Regions from separate parts of the Columba livia genome. Here region 2 is linked to region 1. Evidence: chromatin contacts called from public Hi-C data. All regions are on one chromosome and are shown on one strand. Each heading gives the region's core, a stretch centred on a gene start, on an enhancer-like site or on the middle of the called end of the contact. The rest is flanking DNA. Distances are from core to core; before and after follow the strand shown. Region 1 holds the start of RHBDL3 (rhomboid like 3). Region 2 overlaps RHBDL3 (rhomboid like 3).

Region 1 (7,231 bases), core at 2,767-5,266:
ACAAGACAGAGACAATCTATCAGTTGTTCACATACCTGATCAAATAGGGCTTTCCAGTGCTGAGAGGCAATGCATAAGGGAAGAAAAAGAAGAAAAAGAAGGTATAAGAGCAACGACATTAACATAGAGTAAACTGTAGAAGTATATTCTAACAGAGAAATAACCAAATGATTTAGTGCCATTTCCAACATCCTTCTTCATCCCAGAATCACCTGCCCTTCCAGGGGAGGAGGAAAGGGGAATCTACCAACCACAGGGAGGACAGTTTTCATTTACAAATCCAAATTAGGACGAATTCAGAACATTCATGTGTTAATTCTGTTTTCTCCCGCTTTGTCTACTTGCAGGCAAGCAAGGAATAAAAGGCTTTTTTACTCACAGGGATCAAGAAAGCTTGGTGTGTATTGAGGGGAGGGAGGAGTTAGCAATGGTTTCTCAGATCACTTTCTGAGGTCTTGTGGCCCAACACTGACCCACAGACCACTGTGTCTGGTTCTCAGAACCTTGTCTGCTGCCTGCTCCCAACCCTGGCAGGGTCCTTGATAACCCATCAGTTCTTCGAGCCTCACATGTCCACATCTGAAAAACAGGTAATTCCTCTTGCACAGGTGGGAGGGTGAAAGGCTAGAGAGAGCCCATTACAAGGATTTGCCCCACAACTTTTGTTCCTGCAGATCTGCCTTAAAAGCCCTGTACAGGAGGAAGCTCCACTTCAACACAGAGACCATGTGAACACAAGTTCTTGTCACTCAGGAACAGAAAAAACAGGCTGGTGAGTGGCTCCAGCTTATTATTTGTAGAAAAACCAATATCAAGTCACCTCCCTGCCCCATGGAGCAGAGGAAATTCCTAATGAAGTGTTTCAGTCTCTCATATCTCCTGGATTTAGGGACCAGCTGAGAAGAGAGCAACTTCCATGGGGCAAGAGTGGGGTAACCGCTGTCTTGGCATCTCCAGAAAAAACCTGCACATTTCCAGCTCTCCTATCTGAAGTGCTGTTCAGCACAACACTTTGTTTCTGCCTCATTCATCTTCCCAGAAACATAAAATGTGAAAAATAACAAATATCAGACTCATAGAAGCAAATCTCCACACTGCTATATGCAGAGCTCTGCTGAGAGTCTTATCTAGTCCTGGAGAAACATTTGCTTTCACATGGTAGGCAGATTTAAAGCAGAATTGACTGAAGAGACAGTGGGATTATCAGGCCACTGAATTCCATTTAATAAGTTGCTGGCTCCCCTGCTCCCCATGTCTCTATCCATTTATAAACTCCCATTTATCATCATAAATCAATCCAGCACTTTGAACAGAACATTCTGGGACTGCCTGAATCCCGGCTTTGTGGAACGCTGCTCCAAGGGCTGCAATGACATCAGAGCTGAGCTGTTATACACTGTCAAGCCTGTGACAGCCAGACCTTCACTACGTAATATTTTTGTGGTTAATAACACATAAAAAACTGACCCTGTGTCAGTGCTTGCTCACCAAACCAGAGAGCTTACATCAAGCTTTCGAATGTAATAATAACAACAACAGAAAATCAACCCCAGTTAGGTCTCAGGGGGCACCCTCCTAGCACAGAGCAGTTTGAATTTTCAGAGATGATGCTCTGTAGCCTGCTTGTTTCAGCAGGAAATCTTGGCGGGGAGAAGGAGAGCATTTACACCGCTTCCTGCTCTTCCGACTTGCAGATGATACATGATACCTCAGGCTTCTGTCATATCATCTATTGCCAGGTCTCGGTAGCTTCCCATAACCAATGCAACTGCGGGCTCTAGCTCTGTTTTGTTGATTGGAGAAAACAAGGTACCAGAGTCAAATAACAATGCAGATCCCAGTGTAAGTAACAGCAAGACACTGCGAGCTGGATCAGACCCACGCTGCCCTACCTCAAGGTCAAACAGCAAGTCAGCAGCAGAACTAGGATGACAATCTAGATTTCACTAAGGAAGGTTCATGGTCTCCCTCCTGTCTCAGAAGCCCAATCCTGCCAGACACTCAGCACCTCAGCATCTCCTGGGAGGATCCCTGGCAGGATTTAATTGCTAATGGCTGCATTTGTGTAGAGGCTGGAGTAACTCCGGGGGACCAATGTGTATCACAACAGGAAATCTTTCTCATAGACCATCCAGACAAGCACAATTTGTCAGGGAAGAAAAGGTCGTAGTCTGAGGCAAGCAAGCACTCGTATTTGGGAACCTGGACGGTGAAACCTCCTGGAGCGCCACCCTTTCCAAGTGAAAGCCACACATGCCCTTAGGTCAGGCACGGGGGCTGTCCGGCAGCGTTATAACCGAGGTCAAACTGCATCACGCGTTTCCTCCTGAGAGTGCGGTGCTCAGGGATACAGCCCGGCGAATGCAGCTCTACCGGGCAACTGCGCTTCCTCAGCTTCCCTCTGGGGGGAAACTCCGACAACAGCCGAATTCTGGAGGATTCAAAAGGAAGGGCTGGGGGATGAGAGGCAGCACTGCCCCTAAGCAACCCCAAGCGGGCTCCTCCAGCAGTGTAATAAAAGTAGACGGAAAAGGGATGTGCCATTGCTGGAGTCTTAATTCACAAGTGTCCCTTTCATACCGGTTCACGACCCAAGACAGAGCACACTTCGGAAGGACATTTAGTATCACTGCTTCATCCTCCCATAGGCAGGAACAGACCTTGCGCTTACCTCTGCAGACTGAGTGCTTTGCACAGCCCTCATCCCAGCAGAGTTTGCTGGGAAGCAGAGCTGTGAGCAAACCTGTGATGCACCAGGAACACAGGATCTGCTCACGTTCACTCCCTCCCAAACAGGTGCACAGCGAGCTCCTGCCTCCGGAGCCAGCAGATGCAGAACGACCGCCTCAGCTCTGCAGGCTTTGCTGCTCAGCGTGGCAGGACCAGGCTCAAACACGCAGAACCACTAGCGTCCTTCTAAGCAGTGGCAGAGACTCGGTGACAAGTTATCCCACCCTCAGGTGCAATCAGAGCTCAGAGGGTGGAGAGAAGCTATCAGCCCTGCCGAGCCGGGCAAAAAACTTCCTCGGCTGTTTGCTTCTCGGGGGCTGGAAGAGGGAACGTGCTCCCGAGAGTGGGAGCATTTCACATCTGTCGCCCCCAGAGGGTCTGGAACTCTGGAAAAGCTCTCTGTCCCCAGGAAGCCCCTCAATCCAAGGCGTCAGTCCCTCTGCAGCTTCTGGAGCTGCCTCTGCCCCGCCAGCCGCAGCCTGCTCGGAGCCATCATCTCCCGGCGGCGCGGCTGCGGGCACCGAGCGGACCGGCAGCATGCCCGGCTGGGGCGGGGAGGAGAAGGGAGCTGCGGCTCCGGGGAGACACGGCCCGGCGGCTGCCGGAGCCCGCAGTGAGGGGCGCGCAGAGCGGCGGGGACGGCGGCTTTCCCTCGCCCCAGAGGGTCACCAGCCCCATTCCTCCCCCCAGCCCGGACTTTATCTATAAATAGCTTGAGCTGATTAACCCGGCCCGGGGGAAAGGGAGGAACACACGGAGCAAAGGAAACTTACATCCTCTGCGGCCATAGGTAGGACATCCTCGGAGTCCAGCACCTCGATTTCTTCCGCCTCTGAGCTGGCAGCCACAGCAGGGGAAGAGCTGGCGTGAGGCTCCGGCAGCCTGTCTCCCATGCTTGGAAACGGTCCCCCTCCAGCCCCCGCCCCCCCCCCCCCCCCTTTCTCCCCAGATCCTTAAAGAAATTAAACCTAGCTGCTGCTTGGCAAACTTTCAAGCGCAGCCGAGCCTGCCTTCATGACTCCCGCAGCCGGGAGGGGAGGGAATCCTCCATCCAGGGAACATCCAATTAGCGCGGGCAGCGCTGGCGGGCGGCATCCCGGCGGCCGGCTCCGGCCGGGGCAGGTGACCCCTCCCCGGCCCGGCCAGCTCCCTCCTCCCGCCCCCGCAGCCCCCAGCCCGGGGCACGGCCGGCGCCTCCCCCGAGCCATGCCGGCCAGGGAGGGGGGCGGCCTGCCCTGCCCTGCCCTCCCCTCCCCTTCCCGGTGCGGGGGAGCTGCACGTCCTCGGAGCCTCTGGGAGGCAGAGCCCGGAGCTGCAGCACGACCGAGGATGCGGGCTGGGCGGTGACGGGGGAAGGGTGGGAGCCCCGGGTCGCCCCTGCCCGGGCACCTCCTCCCCCCGGAGCGACCCGCTGAGCTGCGGTCGGTAGCGGGCAGCCCCTGGGGCAGGTCTCAGCTCGTTCTTTCTGCCCTCACCGAGCCCGCCCGCAGGTACCGGCCGTCGGGGTCCCGCCGCTCTCGGTCTCGCTGAGCAAGTGTGGGCAGGTGGCAAGGCGTCCCGGGGGATTTGGACTTTCTTAAGCCAACTTCTCCGTCCTGGAGAGTCTCACAATTCAGGGCCGGTGTGAGGTTTTAAATTCTTTACCATAATTATTTGTTCCTATATGTCAAGATGGGTATCTTAACCATCTGGAGCATGGATTAGGAACTTGAGGAATGCCTTGACTGAAGGCAAAAATCCAACAGTTTTAGCTTCTTCCAATCAAGTACAGAAATAGCAGGTTGGCAAGGGGGAAGGGCAGGCAGAGCCAAACTGATCCACACGGTGCCACTGTCTCTGCTTCAGCAACAGTCAGAGCCAGACAGAGCCCAGAGTCAGAGCAGAGACGGGCCAGTGCCATGGGCCACGTCTTCTTAATCCAAGAGCTCCAGTACCAGATCAGACAAACCTCAGCCACAAGGACAGAGCCAAAGTAGAAGTCCCCCTTTTCCCCTACAAATTTGTTTTAGGAAAACAACCAACCAGAAAAGGCCAAATAAAACCAGACAGAATACCTCTGGAACAGGAATGGGATCTTCCATCCATCAGTAGCAGAGCATACACCACACTCTCATCCACAGCTGTCATGAACACCATACTGCGTATTATTTTTGATCTGGATCAAATTTCTCCCACACAGTGATGGGAAACCACAGAGCCCATGCTCTTAGCCACTGGGTCCTAGCTCCTTAGTTACTAAAAGATTTTTCTGTAGGAAAAGTGCCAAGTTCTTTCCATGTACCCACATGAGCTACAGCCACCAGAGAACAGCAAGCTTCCACATCTCAGAGCCCAGCATGGCTGGCACTAATCTAAGGTCAGGGCTGAGGGTTAAAATATCATCCCACACAGCTGAGCAAGGTCAAGTAAAGGGAATGATCTCTGTCACCTGATCTGATCCCTTGGTAAAACCAGTAGGAGACCTCAGTCCTGCAAATGATCTGTATTTTGGGAACAAATGAAAGAGTTAAGATGATAACCTTATCCTGTAGTACTGCCCAGACGCCCCATCCTGAACAAACACTAGAAAGGAATTATCTTCTTCAAGGAGTGCTACAGTAAAAAACTTCCCTCCGTTGATGGTTCTGAGCCCAGCTGATCACAATCCTAGCCAAAAGATATTTTTTTAAGAAATATCCCTTCTGGTATTTTGAAGATTTTAGCTAAACGTTTAAAGCAAGTGCAAGAAGACAAACCAGGACCTTTGGCCATGAAGAGCAGAACCGTTCTACTTCAGGATTCAGATGGGAAAATTATAACAAAGTAAAAGGTCTTCAGGGCTCTCCAGTGCAACTGATGGACAACAGAGGTTCTCTCCCCTCAATGAGCAAACTGTCATAATCAGCTAAACAGAGCAGACCTTCTTCAGGTTTAAAGGTGATTCCCTGAGCACAACATCCACTTCTTGCTCATCTAGAGCCTGCCCAGCCTGCTCCCCAAAGCGTAAGAACAGGCTACCCAATCCAGCACTTTTGAGAAGCACTAACCCACTTTACTCATACGACACCACTCCTGCCAAAATAGGCACTAAACAGCTATTATAAAAACAATCTCCTTTTGATTAAAAAACTAAATCTCATCAAAACTTCAAAACAGATGGATTAAAAAAATATGCTATGCCAACAGAAAGAAACAGCAATCACTTAAAGATGTCTGTAGGAAGGGAAGCGAGTTTTTAAAGAGAATAAATGAGCTGAATTTCAGGGTAACAGGTTCCACACAGTTGGGGACCGCCGTGTCTAAAGCTCTGTATGGCCTCTGATTCCAGATGCTAGTGGGAAAATACTAACAATGAAATCTAACATTAATGCAATAGACAACAGGGAGAACCCCCAAAACTGTACTTTAACACCAAACTCCCACTGAACTGGAAAACCACTGCAAAATTATAAGCTCATTTTTTTCTTCTCTGAGGAATGTTTTTCACTGGTGGTAATGATAGGTTTTTTTCAGGGAAATATCTCTGCACATTGCACATATGAGCTAGTGCTGTGCTATAATTGTCACAGAAAGGAAATTAACAGTATTCTAATGAGGAGTTTTGTTACAGACAAATTATCATCTTCCAAGTCCGTGAGAGCCTCTTAATTTAGACTGTCATTTCTCCCCACTGCATACCCTGGTGACTCTACCTTGGAAAACAGTAATTGCTACAGAAACTAGGGAACTGTGGGTCACCACAGAGCAGATGCAGCCAGAACACAGAAGGGTTTCAGAAGAAACTTAGAAAGAACTTGAGATGATAAGCCCCAATTCATTTTCACATTCAGTCATGCAGGCAACCTTTTATATTCCTAATACTGCAAACGAAATGTAGATATACATCCTTCCTGCATTGGAAGTGGCTAAAAAGGTCAGCTCATGAATATGCAGTAAAAAGCCCTCAAAGTAGGGACGCAGCCAACATCTGTTCACTAAGCCTCCTGGAGCAAACCAAAACAGTTCGTTCTTGGATCCTTTTCCCACCTAAAGTAGCCCCAAAGGGCTTTTACAAAACTGCCCAGCTCTCACAATTGGAACTAAATGGAGCAACCTACCCAGCCGGCCAGCCCTGGAAGGAAACTTGTGGAGCAAAATGCAGTATTTTGGAGCAGAAGCCAAAAAGAACTTATTCAAACACAACCCTAGCAAGAAGTTTGATACCACATACAAAGTTAGGACTGGATCAGACCAATCAGATTAGCCCCTTCAGACTCATGAAAATGGCAAAAAATTTCTAAGGACCACAGATGGTATGAGATTGGGGTTTAAACTGTGTCCAAAAGGTGACAGTAGCAAAGGGCTCTTTTACTATCAATGATACTTGCTCACTTTTTAGGATCAACATGAATTAGACGATATGTGCTGTCTTTTGGTTTCTCCCTGATTCATGGATATTTTCCCTTCTAAAGAGAAGGAATAGTGGGAAAAAATAAGGTCTAATCTCTTCTCTGATTTCTAACCTGTGTTGAAAGACTGTGCT
Region 2 (7,231 bases), core at 1,550-4,049, 46 kb before region 1:
AAAACAAAGTGATGCTGCATGCAAACCAAAGTGATGCTAAAACAAACCAAAATTGTCCCCCTCTGACCCTGCAAATCTTGATGTGAAGAAACCACGTGTCTGCATTACCACCCTGTGAGACAGAGGAAACTTCCTCCTGCTTCTGTTGGCCCAGTGGCAGGGAACACAAATCACGGTGAAAAAATGAGACTGCTGCCTTCACTGCACATGAGCATTAAATAGAAGGTTTTCTTTTAGGCTTGACACAAAAGCCACCATACATGCACATTTTCCAGCACCCGTATAACAGACCTTCTGTCTCTAGTCAGCTGATGGGCATTATCTTCCCACTCAAATCCCGAGGAGGACACATTACCATCATTTTAATGGTTATTCTGCTCTGACATTGCTGGCACAGGGCAGACACGCAAACCTGCACCATCACACACTAATCCTCCCTCAGCAAAGCCATGTTTTCCCAGTGGTCAGTGCAGGATTCACACAGGCTGATAGGCTGGGCTTTACCACCACCTAGCTGAGGACCTTGGACAAGGTCCTGTTTCCAGGTCTCAGAGGAATGATGATGCTGGTCCTTCCTGACCTTTGCAAAGTACTGCATTAGGTGAAATGGCAAAAAGATGCATCACTCACACGCCCAGGCTCCAGCTTCCGTCTGGGGTTTACGAGTGGAGATAAGGGATGTTTTGCACACAAACCCACCAAATTCTAAATTTCCTTAAATACCTACTGACATTACATGGCACATGCAGACAGAAACAGGCCTGCAACTTCTGCAGAGCCCATCAGCTCATTCTTTTCCAAGCATTTGCCAGCCCTTGCAGGGAGAGCTGATAGCTGGGAGTACATCGGTAAGTCTTGGATTACCAGCCCCTTTGGCTTCTCCTGGCAAGCTGCCAGTCATCAGGGCACCAAGCCACCAACTGCAGTGTAACATTTCCATTCCAGGACCATTCGAATCATGAAGAGCAGACTTAACTGGGGCAAGCTCTGAATGACCAACAGATGGGTCTGGCACTATTTCCAGTTCCCTTAGGCCACCAGACCTGGCTCACTTCCAAAGCGGTTCGACCGTCATTCTGGTACTCACCATGACTATATTGGCCAAGTGAGCGGAGACGAGAGCATACACACCTCCAGAGGAGCCCACCACAGGCGCAGTCATATCGGCTACTGACACTGCCAGGGACCCTGGGAGAAAGAACAAGGGGTTTTGACAATTGCCAGCCAGATAAACACACTCTCTCCTACCCTACATCTCTGCCACTGCCTGTTTTGTGCTAATTGCTGCAGGTCGGTAATACACAGATAAAGAGAAGGGAGGGTGGAATCGATTGACTTGTGCAGCCAACTCAGTCCTGTGGTACTGCCAAGGCAGCGACTGACTGATTCTTTTGCGCCTACTTTAAAAGCAGCCAAGCAAGGCAGCAACATACCTATGCTGCAAAAAGACACTTACTGACTAAAATAACAAGGAAGCAGCAGATAGAAAAATGTCTGTGTCTTGTTCCTTACCTGAAGATAAAACAGACGTAGCTCCCATGCTGGCAAGAAAAATATTTGCACAGTAAGAAGGAACTGTGGATTTGTAACTTAGCACAGGTGTCTGATCAAAGCACAGCCTGTTACTTGTTAAACTTCAGAGTAAAACTATCTAAAAATAACCTGGATGGAGGCAGTAAACACGAGACAGCAAAAAGACAGGTCGAGCACATAAAGGCACCACTAATAACAATAGATCCAAACATAAACATTGCTTCTCCTTATCCCAGTTGGAGGCTTGGATCTGCTCAAAGCTCCTCTCGTTACAAACTTTAACAGAAATGTAAGAGATAGAGACAGAGACAAAGGCAGACTTGGTGCCACAAGGCAGGGATAATGAAGATCTTTGCGATGAGCGGGAATGGGAAAAAGACACAACGGCAGATCTCGAGAGAGTCCTCAGTAGTATAGAATCTAACAAACTTATTTGCTAATTGCTCAGCTGATTCTGGGTCAAGAAACTGCTGAGGTTCCACCAGCTGACTCTGCTGATACCTCCCTCTTCTTCAGTGTATGGCCCTGAGACTTCCCAGCTCTTAAACGCTGCCATTAAGGAAAAAGTTAATGAGAAGTTAAGAAAGGAGTATTAAGAACTTGCAGTTAAGTCCTCGGATATTGCACTGAGCATATACCTTCAGTCTCTTGATCTCAGTCTCAACATGTCTTCTTAGTATAGTCAGACTAATGAGGAAAAAAACCCCATAAAAGTAGGGAGTGGCCATTGTGGCTCGTGTCTACATTTTACTGCTTATTCCTGGTTGTTTAGGAGTTATCTTTATATTGCCAGATCATCAGCATAAGTGTGCCTCTCTCTCTCTCTCCTGGCACACATCAAAGAATAAAGCACGTTTAATACTTGGCTAACAACTTAAACAAAAAGGGTATCATGGGATGCCTTTCTGTGTGGGACTGCCTGGTCACATTTGTAATTCAAAAGTTTCTCCTTTCCATTTGGCACTTTGACAATTTATAGGTCATAAGTTGTGAAAGACAAGCATGTGAGAATGTGGCAACTTGCCTGAGGAAAAAAAAGTGGGATCATTTGTGTAACAGAAATGAACCAATAGTGCTGGGTGGGCTAGTGAGCTTCACACAGGCTCTGACTACAGCCTCCAGAGCTCTGGGTGCTAAGCCCAGGCCAACGCCTTGTAAAACCTGCCCCTGGCCCTGCAGATCCTGCCTGCAAGTCCATGGCCACAGGAATCCAAGAGGCAGCGGCAATGAGAGCTCTCGCCTGGGCTCAACTGCAGCAGACGCAACGCTTGCTTCCTTCGCTTACCTGGCACAGTTGTGCGATGCATATTTACAAACATATAAATGAAGCCCTGGGGCGTGGTAGATGTATCTATATAAAAGAGCTAATGTCTGGAAAGTTGTAGATTGGGGACCACTTTAGTGCTTATTAAAGTAACAGGCAAGGGACAGCGGAGCTGGTCTGCTAACTCCTTTCTCTGCAGAAAATAATGTGGTGTTTGTACCACGCCTAGTCCTGTGTCCTAGTCCAATTATTCTTTGCACAGTCTCTCTACTGGAATGCAGAATTTATTAGTATCCAATGCAGCCCATTTTACAAAGGCTTTACCTGCTCATTATGGAAAAAAATAAAACTAAATGCCTGGGGAAAAAAAAAAATCACCATAAACCAGTCAATCATTGTCCAGCTTCCACTGTGAAGCCCTTGGTTGTTTTCACACCCTCCTCCTGTTTTGATTAGATGTTGATCTATTGTCAGCTAACTTTCATCACCTCCAAACTGCTAGAAATGCCAAACAAATAAAAGCCATAAAGCACAAACTAAAAATCAATCAAACCCCATGGCTTCATGATTAAATGAATTTTCAGATTCCTGTGCACTGCTCACAACCTCCAAACACTTCTTGCTTACTCATGCTGTAGAAAGCAGACAGCACAGGACAAATGGAGGAAGAACTGGCACAGGACCTGGGGAAAAAAAATGACTCTTTATGCAGGGATGCCTGTGATGCCACTTTTCTTCTGGGCCTTTATGAGACACAAGAGGAAAGGAACAGCAAAACCTCCACATTCAGAACGACCATCTAAAGGAAGGCTATTTTAAACTAACAGGTTGTTGGTGCCTTTTCAGCAGATCTCCTAAACACAGAGCCTGTGGCTAGTTAGAAACAGATGTCAAGTTGTAGCGTGTTTCTCACTTCCAGCCTTCAAAAGAATTTCAACACACAGAAGATCAGCAACTGCTCTTCTCCTACACCAAAATGTCACAAAATATTTCTCCTACACAAAAGTCAGCACAGACCATTTTCACATGTTTCTCCATCTGGGGCATCCAGAGGTGTCACCTACCTGCCACAACTCCAGCAACATACACAAAACTGATCCTCGCAGCTCCATGCACCATTTCCAGGGGAACCCCAACCAAGAGCTGAAGGACAACATTGAGTCCAAGGTGTTCTATCCTGCGGCAAGGAAAAACAACAGTTGTCCTCTTTTCTATGTCTTTGTCTCCCTTCTCTACCCTTGAGACAGAGATGTCTTGGAAAGCAAATCAAACAGCACCTCCTTCATGAAAGTAGATTGTAACACTGGGAAAAAAAGTGGTTCCTGAAAAAGAATTAAAAAATCAGCCAGAGCTATGATGTTTCTTCCCTCCCTACTGTTCATTATCTTTTTCATATCCATCCAGGTCCTTCCAGACAAAGATCTCATTAGTATGTCTGGTTCTTAGTGAGACTCTTTTTTTTCTTGGCAGTTTGTTTGGTTTTGTTGTTGTTTTTTCTTGTTGTTATTGTTTTGTTTTGTTTTCAAATAGAGGGTTTGAAGAAGTTAAATGACTCGTCCAAAAAAGCAGCAAGATGGCTGCAGAGCCTGGAACAGAAGCCAGAAACTTGACCTGCTCCTTTCTTCTCCCCTCTTAATGATACAGCCTTTCCCTGCACGTATGACACTGCCGTGATGGGAGCAGGTATTAAGTCCAGAGCAAGGTAAGCCTAGAAGTCCCAAGACAGTTTCTGTTGCCTTGTGACCCATATGCCACTTTACTGTTTTTGCTGTCTGACCCTCAGCCTTTTCCACTGTGCCAGCTTCGATGTGATCGTGGTCAGAATGGGAAGCAGAGGGCATTTTTACCTCTGGTTAGGTGCCCAGTGAGACACAAGGTGTATTCATTGAAGGCCTCTGCTCACCTGTCCTTGTCCTCATGATAGGCAATAACAAAATTCCTTCTGAATGCGGGGAAAAGTTGGGCTGAGACTAGTCTTGTAGATAAACCCTGCTGTGCACATCAGGATGTGCAGGACCACTGCAGCCTAGAGGTAGGGAGTGTGACAGCTAAGATGGGCTTAGCTGGTAGACTCCAGTGCAGCAGATTTCTCCTGTGCTGAATCAAGAGTTTCAAAGCAAGCCCTTTGTTGTCCTAATCAATAGTATTTAACGAAACTGTCTTGCTACTTTTCAAAGCTCTGTACAAATATTTACCCATGCCTTCACATAGGTAACAACAGCCCCAAGGCCCTGCACAGGGTCCTTCTCAACACGGTGCTAGTGTCTGAGACTTATCAGGGCTGGGACCTCGGCAGAGGGCCACGCCACACTGGACCAGGGGTCTCATGCATTCTGTTTGGAGAGTGTCCGAGTCTGCTTACAAAGCAGGCGGGCCTAAATGACACAACAGTACCTTTAACACAAAACGCCAGCATCTTTTGGGGGAAAGAGTGCAAAATAGCTACTGCACTGAAAATCTATGTCCTGGTTTATACAAGAAAAGGATTGCTCAGACAGCCACTAGGAATATTTGGTTTAAGGTATATGCATTTTCACTGTCTTGGTCTTTCTTCATGTTACCATAGCAATTTCCCATATACATCAGAGAAAAATACTGATGGTGAGATGCAGTAATGACAGAACAGTCTCATAAAAAAGAGTTTAAAGTTGGACCAGAAAAAAACTGCTAGAAATGATACTGCTGGAAACAGTCCTCTCTGGATATCTTAATAGGTTTTTTTCCACCAAATTTCTCTCCAAGGATAAATTTATCTCCTGCACGAGACACACAGCACTGCAATTTGTCATAATGGGAAACTGCTGCATGTAATGGAGTGTTTTTATTACCTTGCTCAAGACTTTTGAAGCCACTGGGTACAGGCACATTCTGGCACCCATTCTGATCCTGCGTGTTCACAGAACTTAGGAACTAATTTAGGAGCAACCAGCAAAGGTCAAACTGAGATCACAGAAAAGAGTCAACCCATCCAAGTGCCCTTTCACAGAGGGGAGGGAAGCAGCTTTGGCTGGCACACAGTCAGCGTCATGAGGCAGCACCTGACATTTCCACACAAAGCACTGGGTCTTATTTTTCAAAGGAAGCTTTTGTAAGAGCTCGGCAAAGTTTATCCTAGACTCTAAACTGACTGCCCTGATTCACAGCTGTTCTTAAAAGACTTTCCAGGAGCAATCCCATTCACTTCTCCCCATCATGCTAAGAGCTTTGAAGGCTCCACAGTCAATAAGCACCCATAAAATATAATTAGCCTTTGCCAGTGCTGAATGCATCATTCTTGAAATGACAATTTCATTGATTTATTAAAGACTTTCTCCTTCCCCAGGACCAAACAAATGGGACTGAGCATCAATGCAAGTCATTAGTTATGGCAGTGTTACAAATGCGTGGGCCCCAGATAATCAACGTCTGCTTTCCATGAAAGCAGAAGGGCAGAATTTACAACTTCGCCTGCCTTTTCAGCCCTTGACAAAGCTCCCTCCATCAGGACCAACATGCATTTTTGGAATCTTTCTAGAGGCACAGCCAGCCAAGCCTTAGCAACTGCTGTCTTCATGGACACCTTCTGGCTGTCACTTGCTCTTCAAAAAGCAGACCAAGAGTACTAAATTAAGGAGCAGGCCACATTACCATTTTAAAGTCTCAGCTGGAAGCAGGATAACAATAGACCCCATGGCATTGTGTTAGCTTCTCATTTGAAAATGAGAGGAGAACGATGGGCTTCCACTAACAAATGTTATTACCTTTCCAAGATTTATCTGTTCTCTTGATATCAAAGGAGTTTAGCGCACAGAAGTTAGCAATAAATGAACGTTTAGCCTAACTTCAGATACTGCAGATAAATCACTGGATTTACTGTCCCATTGGGATTCTCCATTGTTTTGAAGGCTACGTAGCTACAGAACTTTGAATCCATCACAAAAACAATGAGTTTCCTGCAAAACACCTTCCCCGCTGTTCATCTTCGAGCCAGCCACAAATGTGAAATAAACCTGAGGTATTTTTCAGCCAGTAAGTGTGAAGAAATGCCAGAGTTCTGCCTGCTACAGGGAAGGGTCACCTTGCACAGGTTAGGAAAGCTTGGCACAGGTGATACAGGAAGAAATTTGAATGCTGCAAAAATTGTTCCTGTGCAGGTGCTTCTCTTCAAATATATCCCAAAGCAATCTGCCGTTACATGAGTGAGATAGTAGAACACCACCACGACCAGAAGAAGATCCAGATACAAATTAGCTAACGTTAGTTAAGAACCAAGTGTTTCTTCCTTTTTACAAGCCTAGCTTTACCCACATCCTCAGCAGTGGAAATCTACACTTCTCATTTTACATAACCAGCCTCACATCTAAGCCCAATAGTCTCCACTGCAGACTGAAACTTGTACACAATGGATTTTTGGAGGGATTTAGCATGCAGAGAACAGATGTTGCCTTGTACAAA

Evidence for each region. A called contact is a pair of places that touch in the nucleus more often than the background predicts.
Region 2: a Hi-C map of crop shows a contact between it and region 1, with 2.5 times the contacts expected there. The contact joins the enhancer-like site here to the promoter of RHBDL3 in region 1. A contact is called at or near these places in 2 of 2 Hi-C or Micro-C datasets (crop and liver).

The regions. Positions count from the first base shown.
Region 1 is chr18:10,327,570-10,334,800 of bColLiv1.pat.W.v2, reverse strand. RHBDL3 (rhomboid like 3) reads right to left here and starts at 4,016. Exons shown (of 9, transcript XM_065034158.1): 1 at 3,504-4,016; 2 at 36-59. The coding sequence starts at 3,623.
Region 2 is chr18:10,372,024-10,379,254 of bColLiv1.pat.W.v2, reverse strand. It overlaps RHBDL3 (rhomboid like 3), which reads right to left. Exons shown (of 9, transcript XM_065034158.1): 6 at 3,862-3,974; 7 at 1,088-1,188. Among named protein-coding and RNA genes, the nearest start is that of C18H17orf75, 16 kb to the left of the region's middle. Within about 2 kb of position 2,799, at least 1 of the 3 cell types and tissues checked has an H3K27ac peak away from gene starts, as active enhancers do.